Linked DNA regions of Sus scrofa: region 1 is linked to region 2. The links are chromatin contacts, called in public Hi-C maps. All regions are on one chromosome and are shown on one strand. The core of a region is the stretch at or near the end of the contact, and the rest is flanking DNA. Distances in the headings are between cores, read along the strand shown.

Region 1 (6,111 bases), core at 126-2,625, 1.1 Mb after region 2:
AATGTCTGATAATGTATTGTGATAAATCAAAGATCCTATGGAACAAAAGCTGAAATATTTTATGACTCCTGAGTCTTTCATTAGCTATTTAAAATATGGCACAATCTGTTTTAAAAACTGTTGGTTGAAATATTAAATGTTATTTTAGACTTTCTAAATCTGTCTCGAGGAAGAAAAGCTATAGTTTCAATTTAGTCAAATTAAAATTATTTTCTTTTTTCTTGTCTTTTCAGGGTCACACCTGCGGCATATGGAGGTTCCCAGGCTAGGGGCTGAATTGGAGCTACAACTGCAGGCCTACACCACAGCCACAGCAATACAGGATCTGAGCTGGTCTGCAACCTACACCTGAGCTCACCACAATGCCTGGATCCTTAACCCACTGAGGCCAAGGATCAAACCCCAGTCCTTATGTACTAGTTGTATTCGTTTCCGCTGCGCCAGGAGGGAAAATTCCTAAAATTATTTAAAATGATTATAGCATACTTCCATATCAGATTTTATTAAGACAACTCCAACTAAATTTGGTGTCACAAAATTGATCAAAATCTTAGGTTCTTAGTGTTCCAGTAGCTTTCCCCAGAAAAGGCTAGGACTAGGCAAGTGGGCATTTCCTTTAAAGCAAAGCATTCTTTTCTAGAGTTTTTCTGTCAAAATGGTAATACAGTACATGGAAAAGAATAATTCTGGTATTATTTCCAAAGGCCTTGCTTTGGGAAAACGTTTCAGGATTAATAAGATAGGTACTCAAAGTATCTCCATAATATCACTTACTGTGTTGGTGTAGGTTCTGACAAAACAGTTAATTCGGGTTTGATCCTGTTTGTGGAAGTTCGCACGCGTTGCAGTAGGGGAAAATGTGGTGTCCGGCTTTGTCGAATTTTTTTGATTACTTCTAATAATGAGCATTACCTCCTAAACTCTGCTGCGGATTGTGAGCCCATCTAAGCTGAACTTTACTTAGTTTGACTTTTTAAACAACTAAAGTGCTAACAGGTGGGGAGAGGGCTGGCTCGAACAATGAATGTAAGGAGGTGTGGAACTGTGGAATTTGAGTCAGGAGACCACCGATTTCTTTTTTTTTTAAGAGCGAGACGAATTTAGACGACATAGTATGTACATTTTTAGGCTCCCTCGTCCTCTTAAAGTTTGTGGTAGTGGGCGTCTGGAAGCCCCTAGAGTTGCTCTCCAGGGCTACTAGCACTCAAGGAAGTTGCAGGGCAGGGTGTCCGAAGCCAACGGAATGCAAAAGCGTGGGGCTGGCGGCGCTCCAGAAGTTCACTTCTTGCGGCTGGAAGTACCGACGTCTGGGGCGGGCAAACTGCGGACACGGGGCGGGGACGTAGGGGCGGGTCAGCAAAGGCCAAGCGATTGTGTCGGGAGAAGGACGGGGCTTGGCGGCGGGCGGGCGGAGCCCCGGGCAAGTGATGTAAGAAACTGAGGGATCCCACTGGGAGAGTCTGGGCGGCGCGGTGAGACCCCAGGGGTGTGGGGCGGGGGATCCCAGTCCCCGCCCTGTTTTCCCCGCCCCTCCCCCTGCCTCCTTCACGCCCCGCCCTCCTCCTCCCCTCTGGTTGGAAAGTTTCTAGAATCTCTTCCCAGCGGCCTTTGCGGTTCCAACATGGCGGAGCTGACGGTGGAGGTTCGCGGCTCCAACGGGGCTTTCTACAAGGTACCAACCCTTCTGCCGCTTTGTCTGGTCTTCTGCGGCCTAGGGCAGGTTTGGGAGTGGGTTGGTGGTTCGGGAGAGTGAGGTGTGGGGTCGAAAAGTGCGGCTAGGCCAAAGCCCGAGGCCTCTGGGTTCGTCGCTTCTCCCCCCTCCACCCGCGGTTTAACGGTCTCGGGGGCCCGGGCTCCGTTATGTTTTGAAACAACACTTCGGACATCTCTTGCGTATTCCCACTTCTGAACCTTCTTCTTGGATGATAGTGCGGCCGTTGGCTGGCCGGTGAGGAGGAGCCGAGTGGCTGCAGGGCGGCAGGGAGTTCCCTGGGAGCAGGCCCGAGCGCCGGGAGGTGGGGGGGTCGTGAAAAGAGGTGGTGGGATTGTGTGGTCACAGCGGCTCCCCCGCCCCTCGGACTGGGCCGAGCGGAAGCGCCTCTGCCCGCTGCTCCGACCCTTCCCCACCCCCATGGGGGGCGCCTCGCGGAATCTCAGGAATTCACCTTTGTACTAGGGTTTTGGGCTAATAAACTTGAGTGTCTGAAGGGGGAGCGGGTACCGGGTTGAGAGTTAGGATCGAAGATAAAGCTAGAAAACCTTGAAATGTGGCGGGTAGGAATATTTTCTGCGGCCTGGGAAATTGGGCGGCGCCTTAGCTCCTTATAACGAAAGAAAAGGAGAGGGTTCTAGGCTTTAAGGTTTAAAACGTGAACTGTATCAAGGAGACAGGTGGGGAGGTGACTATCAGTTACTCAGTATATTTAGGAGGAGATACTGATTTTTGCGCCCCCCGCCCCACGAGGTTTTTGTTTGTTTTCATTGGAAGGAAGGCGATGCATTACTATGGGATCCGAGCTGGAAAACGGAAAAGAATTCGAGAGTAGAGGAATTTAGTAGGGGCTTATAGTGTAGGGGTCACATAACTGAAAATGAAATCTTTGCAGATTAGTTTTGCTGTTATAACGGTCCTTTCTCCCTATTCTCCCTTTCTTCTGAAGTGTGTTAGGGTGTTACAAGATCAATACAAAATCTCCCCAGCTGTTGTCTGTCAGTCAACCTCACTAAGCCAGCATCTCAAATGTTTGAGAGTCCTGGCTATTTTTATGAAGGGCCTTCTCCTAATACAGGAGTATTGTGAGTACGCAGAATGAATTCGTTTTAGCGTACCTTTGATCTCCCGCGGAGTTTGATTTTATTAGGTGGTCGTAATTTGCTATTTTCAGCCTTGTTTTTACTCTCCTAGTTTACTGATTAGCTGTGTGGAATTGGTTTAGCTGTCACGTGGTAACAGCATAGTGGGGAGTCAGAGTTGACGTCTAAAAGGATCTCCCTAGGCTTTTTACGAGTTTAAATCTCCTTACGTGGTTAACATAAAGTAAAAACGGTGACTGCTTGGTGGGGAAGAGTACTTTAATGCGTGACTAGTTATACCTTATCAGTATCTGTTTAAAACTTAGTATCAGACAAAAGGCCTACCTAAAAATTGGACACTTTAACTGCTGTTTTTAAACCTAATGGTTGCCTTCTCTGAGCAAGGCAGACACAGTTGTGTTGTGACACAGTGCACATAGAATGGGATTACCATACTTTTTTTGTCAGGTAGATAAGGTTCATTAGTTTTGCATCATTGTCTATTCAGTTTTTGTGTACAGTTCTTGTATAATGGAGGTATGAATTTTTTCCTGGCATATTGAAACAGAAAAGGGTTATTTGCCGTAACAAATTATGTTCAGCATGTGTAGATAGATGCAACACCATTTCTTTATAGCAAAGATGGTTATATTTATGTTGATCACTTGTTATGCATATGCTTTTTTTTATTTTAAAAGCTTCAATAAGATCATCAGTTTGAAAGTTTTAGTGAAGATTACCATCTTACTTTGGTTTCTCATAGGTTTTTTTTTTTTTTTTCTATTTTTTCTGTTTTTGTCAGTTCACAAATCAAATATCCCCATTTTGGAACTCTAAAGTATTTGTTGTTGATACCTGTCCATACTGTGCAATTCTGTTTGATTCTTAGGTTTTGATTCCATTACCCGTTTTTGCCTAACAAAGTAAGATGTTTCGTTGGCAGAGGTTAGGAAAGACCACAGTTGTGTCTATTGAGAGAGCACTTGGATGTTTGGAATTTTGTTTTGCCATAATCCATCTATACATGCACTATGTGAAAACTGTGGTCTTCAGAGCTCTGGGAGAGTGAAGATGGTGAAGTGGAAGGAGCTGTGCATTTAAATTTAAACAAATAGGAATTCTAGGTTTCTACTTCAGTTTAATCTTATTTAGCAATGTACTGCTGAACAGTCTCCTCGGGCCTATTTTCTTTTTGTGAAATGAGGGGTTTGAAGTAATTCAGTAGTCTGCAATATTTTTTATCCCTTGAAACTGTCCACTTGGAAAAAAATTGGCCCATTGCAAAAGCACTTTATTTTTAGCTACATGAATTATTGAGATTAATTGGCATATAGTAAAATAAGTTATTTAATATGCAATTATATAAGCTTTTGATACATGCTAACAGTTTTGTAACACCAGTACTAAGTAAGAGGAAGAGGCATTCCACCCAAATTTCTCTCATACTCCTTTGTAGTCAGCCTCTGTCCTCACTCCCAGAACCTTTGGTGGTTTCTGTCCTCATAGTTTTGCCTTTTCCATAATGTCCTAAACATAGCATTATACAGAATACTGTGTAGAGTTTTGAATTTGGCTTTTTTCAGTTAGCATAGAAGTGATTTTAAGTAATTTTTTCTAATTTAAAAAATAATACATGGTCAGTGAGGGAATTCTGGAAACTAACGGAAAAAAACAAGTTGCCTTAAGGTAACAGCTGTTAACATTTTGGTGTACTTTTAGTGGTGGTTTTCAGTGTACAGGTGATTCTGATTTTCCTCATTTTTCTCTCCTTTGCCTCCCCTCTAACCTACCCCCACAGACTTGGCTATGAATGTGAATGGCCATTGAAGAATTTCAAAGTCATGAGTTTAGCAGCCATTATCTGCTTGAAGCAGTGCTCTGTAGACATTGATTAAAGATTTTTAGTGGAACTAAACCTTCATTTCACAAAATAATTGGAACCAGTGAAAAACACCCAAAATTAAGATAGTCTTTTCCCCCTCCAAATATTTACACAAATGATACACTAAATACTTTGTTCCGCATCCTGCTCTTTTTACCTAACAACAGTGGATCTGTGGTTGTTAGGTAAATAAAAACATGACATACTCCTGCTTAAAGCCCTGTAATTCAATGGGGATTGGGAAAAATGGGAAATGTTTATTAAGCACTTGATGGGGATGTAATTTTATATAAAATTTTGCTTATACAGCCTTATTTATCTGGAGCAGAGCATCAGTGGGTTTATACTACTTAGTCATTTAAGGTACCTTTTTTTTTTTCTTTTTTAAAAAGTTTTCAAATAGAATTTACATTCTGTGATAGTGTATTTATAGAATGTGTAACTATTACTACAGTCTTATTTTAGAACTTTTTTGTTACCCCCAAAGAAGCCTTGTGCCTATTTGGAGTCATTAAAATGCCTTTTAACTGATGTATATAATATTAAGCTTTGTAATAGCATTGCAGCTTGCATTGCTGTAGGCAGAATATAATTTTAAATAAAAGTTTAAAGTAAGTTACTCAATTTCTGGCTCTTGTAAAGTTTCCTTGGTGTTCCAGGGAACTGTGTGATCTCTAAGATGACTGAATTTTCAAGGGTTGCATAGTAGAAGGTACTTTTAGAGCTCTGCAACTTCTGTTTTTGACTATGTAATTTATCAACTACAAAACATATTTTAGAGTACTGTATTTCCAAAATTTCCTTTTTGCTTTAGCTTAATTTGATGTTACAAGGGAACGTGGAGGTAATTATGCAATAGGTTTATTATTGATAATGATGATGACCTATAGAGTTATAGTAAAGGAGTTGTGATTTGAGAATGTATTGATTTTTCAAAGTTAGTGTAGACGGTTGTTGATTTCTTTATAGAGGTTTTTAACTGTGTAAAAGATGGTGGCTGTCTTAATTATATTAGGGACACTCTATTAGTTAAAAACATATAGTTCCATATATTTTGAAGCTATTTTTAGTTGTACATGTTTTAAAATGCAGTTTTTATAAATACGTAAAAAAAAAAACCCTAAGGTTTGATTGCGTGAAAAGGCCACTTAATTTTAAAAAGCTGAATTTAAATACTGTTGCTGTAAAGTTTTGTTTTTGTATTATAAGAGCAATGTGTAATTAATGAAAAATTTGAAAACACAAAAGCAAAAAAAGAAAAACATAATGTTAGCTGCCTAGAGAAAATATTGTCAGGACCTTATCTTAGAGAAAACATACTTCTTTCCATATTTTTATTTTTATGAACCTTTATATTTTTTATATCATCAGGTATTTGTGTGCCTTCTATAAGATAATAGTTTACTATGAATATTATTAACTATATATTCTTTGAG
Region 2 (6,129 bases), core at 2,259-4,758:
GAAGCATGTGGAAGTTCCTGGGCAAGGGATTGAAACCGTGTCACAGCAGCAATCCAAGCTATTGCAGTGAAAAAATCAGGATCCTTAACCTTATCTGCCATAGCGGGAACTTCCACTTTTCCTTGTTTTGCCATTGACATTCTGGTGTGCAGAGACGGCATTCAGGTGTGATGAGATCTCTTTGGTCCCTGGGAGGCTGAGGGTAGGGCTTGCAGTGATTGGGCTTCCCAGATTAGTGGCCTTAGGCTGCATGAGGCATCCTTGACAAATTACTTCAGTGGGCTGTACAAATATTATCATTTTCCAAGTGTGCTATTGCATGAAAAAAGTTGGAAAGTATTTTTATAGTGATACAGTAATTGTCTTCAACTTCTATTACTATTACTGGTTATTGAACTTATATTGTTTTTACATTTGAGTTTTAATTACTTTTTTTTTTTTAGGGCTGCACCCACAGCATATAGAAGTTCCCAGGCTAGGGTCTAATTGGAGCTGCAGCTGCCAGCCTACATCACAGCCACAGCAACTTGGGATCCGAGTCTCATCTGCAACCTACACCATAGCTCATGGCAACACTGGATCCTTAACCCACTGAACAAGGCCAGGATGGAACCCACATCCTCATGGATCCTAATGGGGTTCAATACTGCTGAGCCATGATGGAACCCCAAGTTTTAATCATTTTTTAAAAACAATATTTATATATAATAATAAGATGTAAATGGTATAGAAAGGTAAAGAGTAGTAGAAATTTTTATCTAAACTCAGGCATTGTGAGTTTCTCTCAATAGAGCCCAACTGTCAGTAATTTCTTGTGTGTTCTTGCAGATGCTTAAGGCCAAACAAGCACTTATCTATCTCTAATGTTGCATACATCTATAGATATTGATAATGATATCTATAGGTATCTAGGGGCAACATTAAAAATATTTACCACAGGGATTTCCCGTTGTGGATCAGCAATAACGAACTCCACTAGTATCCACGAGGATGTGGGTTCCATCCCTGGCATCGCTCAGTAGGTTAAGTATCTGGTGTTGCTGAGAGCTGTAGTATAGGTAGCAGACATGCTCATATCCTATGTTGCTGTGGCTGTGGTGTAGGCTGGCAGCTGCAGCTCTGATTTGACCGCTAGCCTGGGTACCTCCATGTGTCGAAGGTGTGGTCCTAAAAAGAAAAAAAAAAAAAATTTAGCACAGATACAACCACCTGGAAGGAAGGCCCATGGTGTACTAGAAAGATGTGCCAGAGCACCTTGCGCATTCTTAGCCTCGCATGTGTACCTTGCTTTTACACACTGATTTGTGCTCGGCTTTTTCATCCAGGAATATGATTTGGAGATTGTTCTCTCTCTTTTTTTTTTTTTGCTTTTTAGGGCCACACCTTCAGCATATGAAAGTTCCCAGGCTAGGGGTCGAATTGGAGCTACAACTGCTGGCCACAGCCACAGCCAGCCATAGCCACTCCAGATTTGAGCCACATCTGTGACCCCTACATCACAGCTCATGGCAACACCAGATCCTTAACCCACTGATCGAGGCCAGGGCTCAAACCTGCATCCTCATGGATACTAGTCGGGTTTGTTACTGCTGAGCCACAACGGGAACTCCCAGAAAGCTTCATTCTTTCAATGGTACTGTATTTTAACCCCTTCCTATAGATGGATTTTTAGGCTGTTCCCAGTCTTTTGTTACTATAAACAATGTTCCAACAAATCTCCTTATACAGTATAAATTTATCTGTAGCATAAATGTCTAGATGAAGAATTGCTGGGGAAAACAAAATATGCATATTAAATTAAGGTTGGTATTATTAAATTTCCTTCCAATGAGGTTCACTGCTTTTATTCCCAACGACAATGAATATGAGGGCCTATTTCCCAAACGTGGTCCAACTCAATATATCTGTGTCAGTCTGAAGAATGAAAAAGGGTGTCTTGATTTAATCTGCATTTAATCTAAAAATATTTAAAATTTTAAGTTTTGAATGCTTCCGAATCAAGTTTTTCTCTGTTATTAGACAAACTTCATCCATGAAACTGAAACAGGCACAGATACTACTAGAGGGTGAGGGTAGCAATGGTGTTGAATTTTTTGCTTTTGTGTCTCTGCTTCTCCTATTCCATAGATAGCATTGTGAGTTACATAGACAGGTGATGTGCTTGACCCTTGCTTGAGGTATGGAAATTTAAAAGAGCGGGGCAAGAAAGGGCTCATCCATCTATCTCACATCAAATTCCAGGTATCATCCTTTCCTGATCGAACCCGCAGCCACAGCTGTAATCAGAGCCATAGCAGTGACACCTCCATATCCTTAACCCTCTGAGCCACGAGAAAACTCCCAGAAATCAGTGTTTTGATTCACTATTTCTCTGTTAACTGGCACTTATCACTGGTACTCTGTTCTTTAGGTTGGGTGTAGTTAGAGAACCTCAATGGAATTGAATCTTGTTTTAAGAATTTTTGGGAGAAAATGAGAACATGCTCTGTTTGCAGATTATTCACACCCCCCCCCACATAACCCCACTTATTTTTTATTTTGAGTAACTGGACTTGCAAGGCAGGGAAGATGTATGTCTGCACGTAAGATCCCAAATCAGTAAGTTGAATGATTGACACCAAATCTCGCGGAAGACGTCTGAAAGATAGAGAAAAATGTAAAATTTCCGTGCCCCCGAAAATAATCTTGACACTTCCTGCCCCATACGTTAATAACAATCAGTATTACTGATAAAACATACATCTGTCCTTACTGGATCCTATTTTATTCTCTTTTAGTGAGTTTTAGATGTTAAAAAAAGTGTGGAACAGGAGTTCCCGTCGTGGCGCAGTGGTTAACGAATCCGACTAGGAACCATGAGGTTGCGGGTTCGGTCCCTGCCCTTGCTCAGTGGGTTAACGATCCGGCGTTGCCGTGAGCTGTGGTGTAGGTTGCTGACGCGGCTCGGATCCCGCGTTGCTGTGGCTCTGGCGTAGGCCGGTGGCTACAGCTCCGATTCAGCCCCTAGCCTGGGAACCTCCATATGCCGCGGGAGCGGCCCAAGAAATAGCAACAACAACAACAAAAAAAGACAAAAAGACCAAAAAAAAAAAAAAAAAAAAAGTGTGGAACAAGCCTTAGTGAAATTAACACCGAAATGCAAATCACAAATTTAGATTTGGGCCCAACTTGGGTTCCCGATCTGCACCTCGAGTGCACTCGGGAGTAGTCCCCGCTGTTATCTTCGGCTGTTTTTAAAAGCTAGCGGTTTTTCAAACCTCAAACCCTGCTCTTTGTGTTGGCTGCCTCGGAGATGTCCCTTTGCAACCTAGCGATTTAGAATAGAAAACACTGCGGTTGTGCCTCAAGTCCGACTCACGACTCCCGAGTCTGCCCGCCGGGGCTCGCCCTCCACCCCCGCTCCTAGCGCGGCCACTGCTCGAGGCCCCTCTCCAGCGCCCCCTCCCCGCGCGCTGCGGCTGGCGCTCCCGAACGCCCCGCCTGACGCTGCAGCTGGGCCGGCGATTCGCCATTGGATTAAAAATAGCAGCGTCCCCTTGGCCAGCCCGCCCCAGGCCCCGGGTGCCCGCTCCCGCCCCGCGGCCCGCTCTCCCTGCCCGCCCCGGCTCGGCTCCCGTCGCCCGCGCAGCCCGCCGCAGCCGCGGGCAGACCCAACGCTCCAGCTCGGCTCAGCTCCGCTCCGGTGCGCGCCGCGGCCATGCAGCGCCGGGGCGCCCTATTCGGCATGCCGGGCGGCAGCAGCAGCAGGAAGATGGCTGCAGGAGACATCGGCGAGCTGCTGGTGCCCCACATGCCGACGATCCGCGTGCCCAGGTCCGGGGACCGAGTCTACAAGAACGAGTGCGCATTCTCCTACGACTCTCCCGTAAGTGAGGCTCGGCGGCGCCGGCGGCGCCTAGCGGGAGGGTGGCGGTGCAGGCGGCCTGGGGCAACAGCGAGCAGCCGAACTCTCCTGCACGTGAAGCTGGGGGGAGAAGATGCGCAGTGGCAGCCGGGGACCTCCTCCTCTGGGCGGCAGAGTTGGCCCAGAGGCACGGCGGTTCTGCAAACACTTAGTGTCTACTAGGTGCTGCGCACTGCATTCCCAAGGCTCCTCAGCCGAAGACTGGGCACCTGGGAAGGTTTGCTTCTCCAACCTTAGGCTGACAGGGCCCGGATTCGTAGCAGCCTGACCCAAGCCCCGCCGACGTTTGAAACGTAGATCGAATCGAAGAGTTCCCTGATCTTAAGTGTACGCTGCAGACGGTTTGCGTTCTCTTTGGTGGGAGAGCGAAGGGCTGGTAGGTGGACCGGACTGATTCCCTCTGAACGAATGCAGCCCTTCTTTTTCTGGGACCGTTTGCTTTGCCCAGGGATTCCCACTCCTGGACAATTATGATTTCCTCTCTGAGCGTTTCTCCCTCCACTTGAAATTTCTCCCCACTCCTTTTCTTTCCGTCAGAATGTCAGAAGACACCTTTGGGTGCTTCCACTTGGGCAGCAAAATAGGGGTCTGCTGCATTATTACGGTTTCCTTAAGCCTGTCCCCTTCCTCCTCTGAACGAATTAGTTTGACTGAAATGCACTAGTATAAATTATTAAAAGTTCAATCGCGAGTCGTGACCTCAGAGACTGGAGTGGGGAGTGAAGACGCATCACCGCCTTCCACCCAGGGCGGTTGGTGGTGTTTTTCACTAGGTTGCATGTGTATGTGTGAAAAGGAAAAGGAGGGTGAATGTCCCTTTCAGGAGTCAAAATGGGCATCAAAGTGACTCAGCTGTCTGGCGTTTATCATGTCTTTTTGAGGACCAGGTTATTTTTATCCACCCACTTTAGAGCTCATGTGTCACCCGGCAGATCTAAATGCAAACAGGAGGTGCATGGATTGGAAGGACTGAGACAGGTTTCACAACAATAGTCTAACACATTTTACTCATGTTTTGTATTGTTGGATGAAAAGAAAAAAACCCAATGGTGGCAAAATGTTCCAAAGTATTCATTATTATTTTGTGAGTTGATTTTGACTGATTTCACAGCTTTTTTGTTTTGTACACATTGGAGTCCCAGAGTTAGTATCCTCTCTGTGACATTTAATTTTTTTATGCCAATTCCAGATCATTTTGGGGATAAAAAATCTCACTTATTTGTTCTTCACTTTTTTTTTTCTTTCAAAAAAGTCTGTGTAGAGTGGAATAAAATGGTTAATTTCATTTAATAAAAACAAATTTAATATTTCACATATTGTGATCACACTGCTTAATGTGACTGTCAACAGAGTCTTTCAGTCCTGTTATCCACAAAGTATTTGAAAATGCCATTTTCAGATTTTATGTCCAATGTTGGGCAGGTTCCTACTAATAGCTTCTGACGGTGGAGAGGGATAACCCTAACAAACTTAAGCTATTGGTAGAATGTGAACTCCAGAAAGAAAGTGGATAAGGTACATTAGGATAGCACAACGTCTGAAGTGGGTAAGACTGCTTTTTTTCTATGTTTGATCTGGGTTACTCTTAAAATGCTTCTTACAAACTTTGTTATTGAAAGTCTTTTTCACTGTATATAGTGTATGGCAGGTAGGGAAAAAATCTGATTATTTTAATTTACTTCCACAAATAGTTATTGGGAGCTTACTGCATGCCAAACGTTCTAGAAGCATCTTGTCCAGTGTAAACTGATGATTTCATTCACAGTAGTTCCTTGGGGGAAAACTGGGCTTATTTACAAGGCTGATGAATCAGTGTATTTCTTTATCTGTGTTTCAAGGGAGGAAGAGAAAGGTTTTATAACAAGTTATATTAAAGCACAGTGCATGATAATTTGAGACCTTTCTCAATGGTACTTACCTAACACTTCATCATGAATCCCATAAGTGTTCTTGAGCACGTACTATGTGCCAACTCATACATGCATGGCTGTAAGAACAAAATCTATTGGTGACAAACACAGCAGAGACTTTAATCCATCAGTGCCATAGGACTGTGGTAGAGAAAAGGGCAAAGCCATTTGAGTGGAGAAAATAGTCATACTTGCCTTGAATACTTTTGAAAATGGTCATAGATAAAGATGGATAGAAATAAATAGAAGACCAGCATTTTATGCCAGGTAAATCACATGCACAAACACGTAAAGTGTGAATATTTTTTTTATTTG

What was found. Hi-C and Micro-C count contacts between places; a contact is called where the count stands out from the background.
Region 1: a contact with region 2 is called in a Hi-C map of skeletal muscle, with 7 times the contacts expected there. The contact joins the promoter of FXR1 here to the promoter of USP13 in region 2. A contact is called at or near these places in 2 of 5 promoter capture datasets (fetal liver and liver) and 1 of 47 Hi-C or Micro-C datasets (skeletal muscle).

What each region holds. Positions count from the first base shown.
Region 1 is chr13:118,837,939-118,844,049 of Sscrofa11.1, forward strand. FXR1 (fragile X mental retardation syndrome-related protein 1) reads left to right here and starts at 1,376. Exons shown (of 18, transcript XM_021071238.1): 1 at 1,376-1,429; 2 at 1,583-1,672. The coding sequence starts at 1,622.
Region 2 is chr13:117,696,572-117,702,700 of Sscrofa11.1, forward strand. It overlaps USP13 (ubiquitin carboxyl-terminal hydrolase 13), which reads left to right and starts at 3,509. Exons shown (of 21, transcript XM_021071212.1): 1 at 3,509-3,865. The coding sequence starts at 3,698.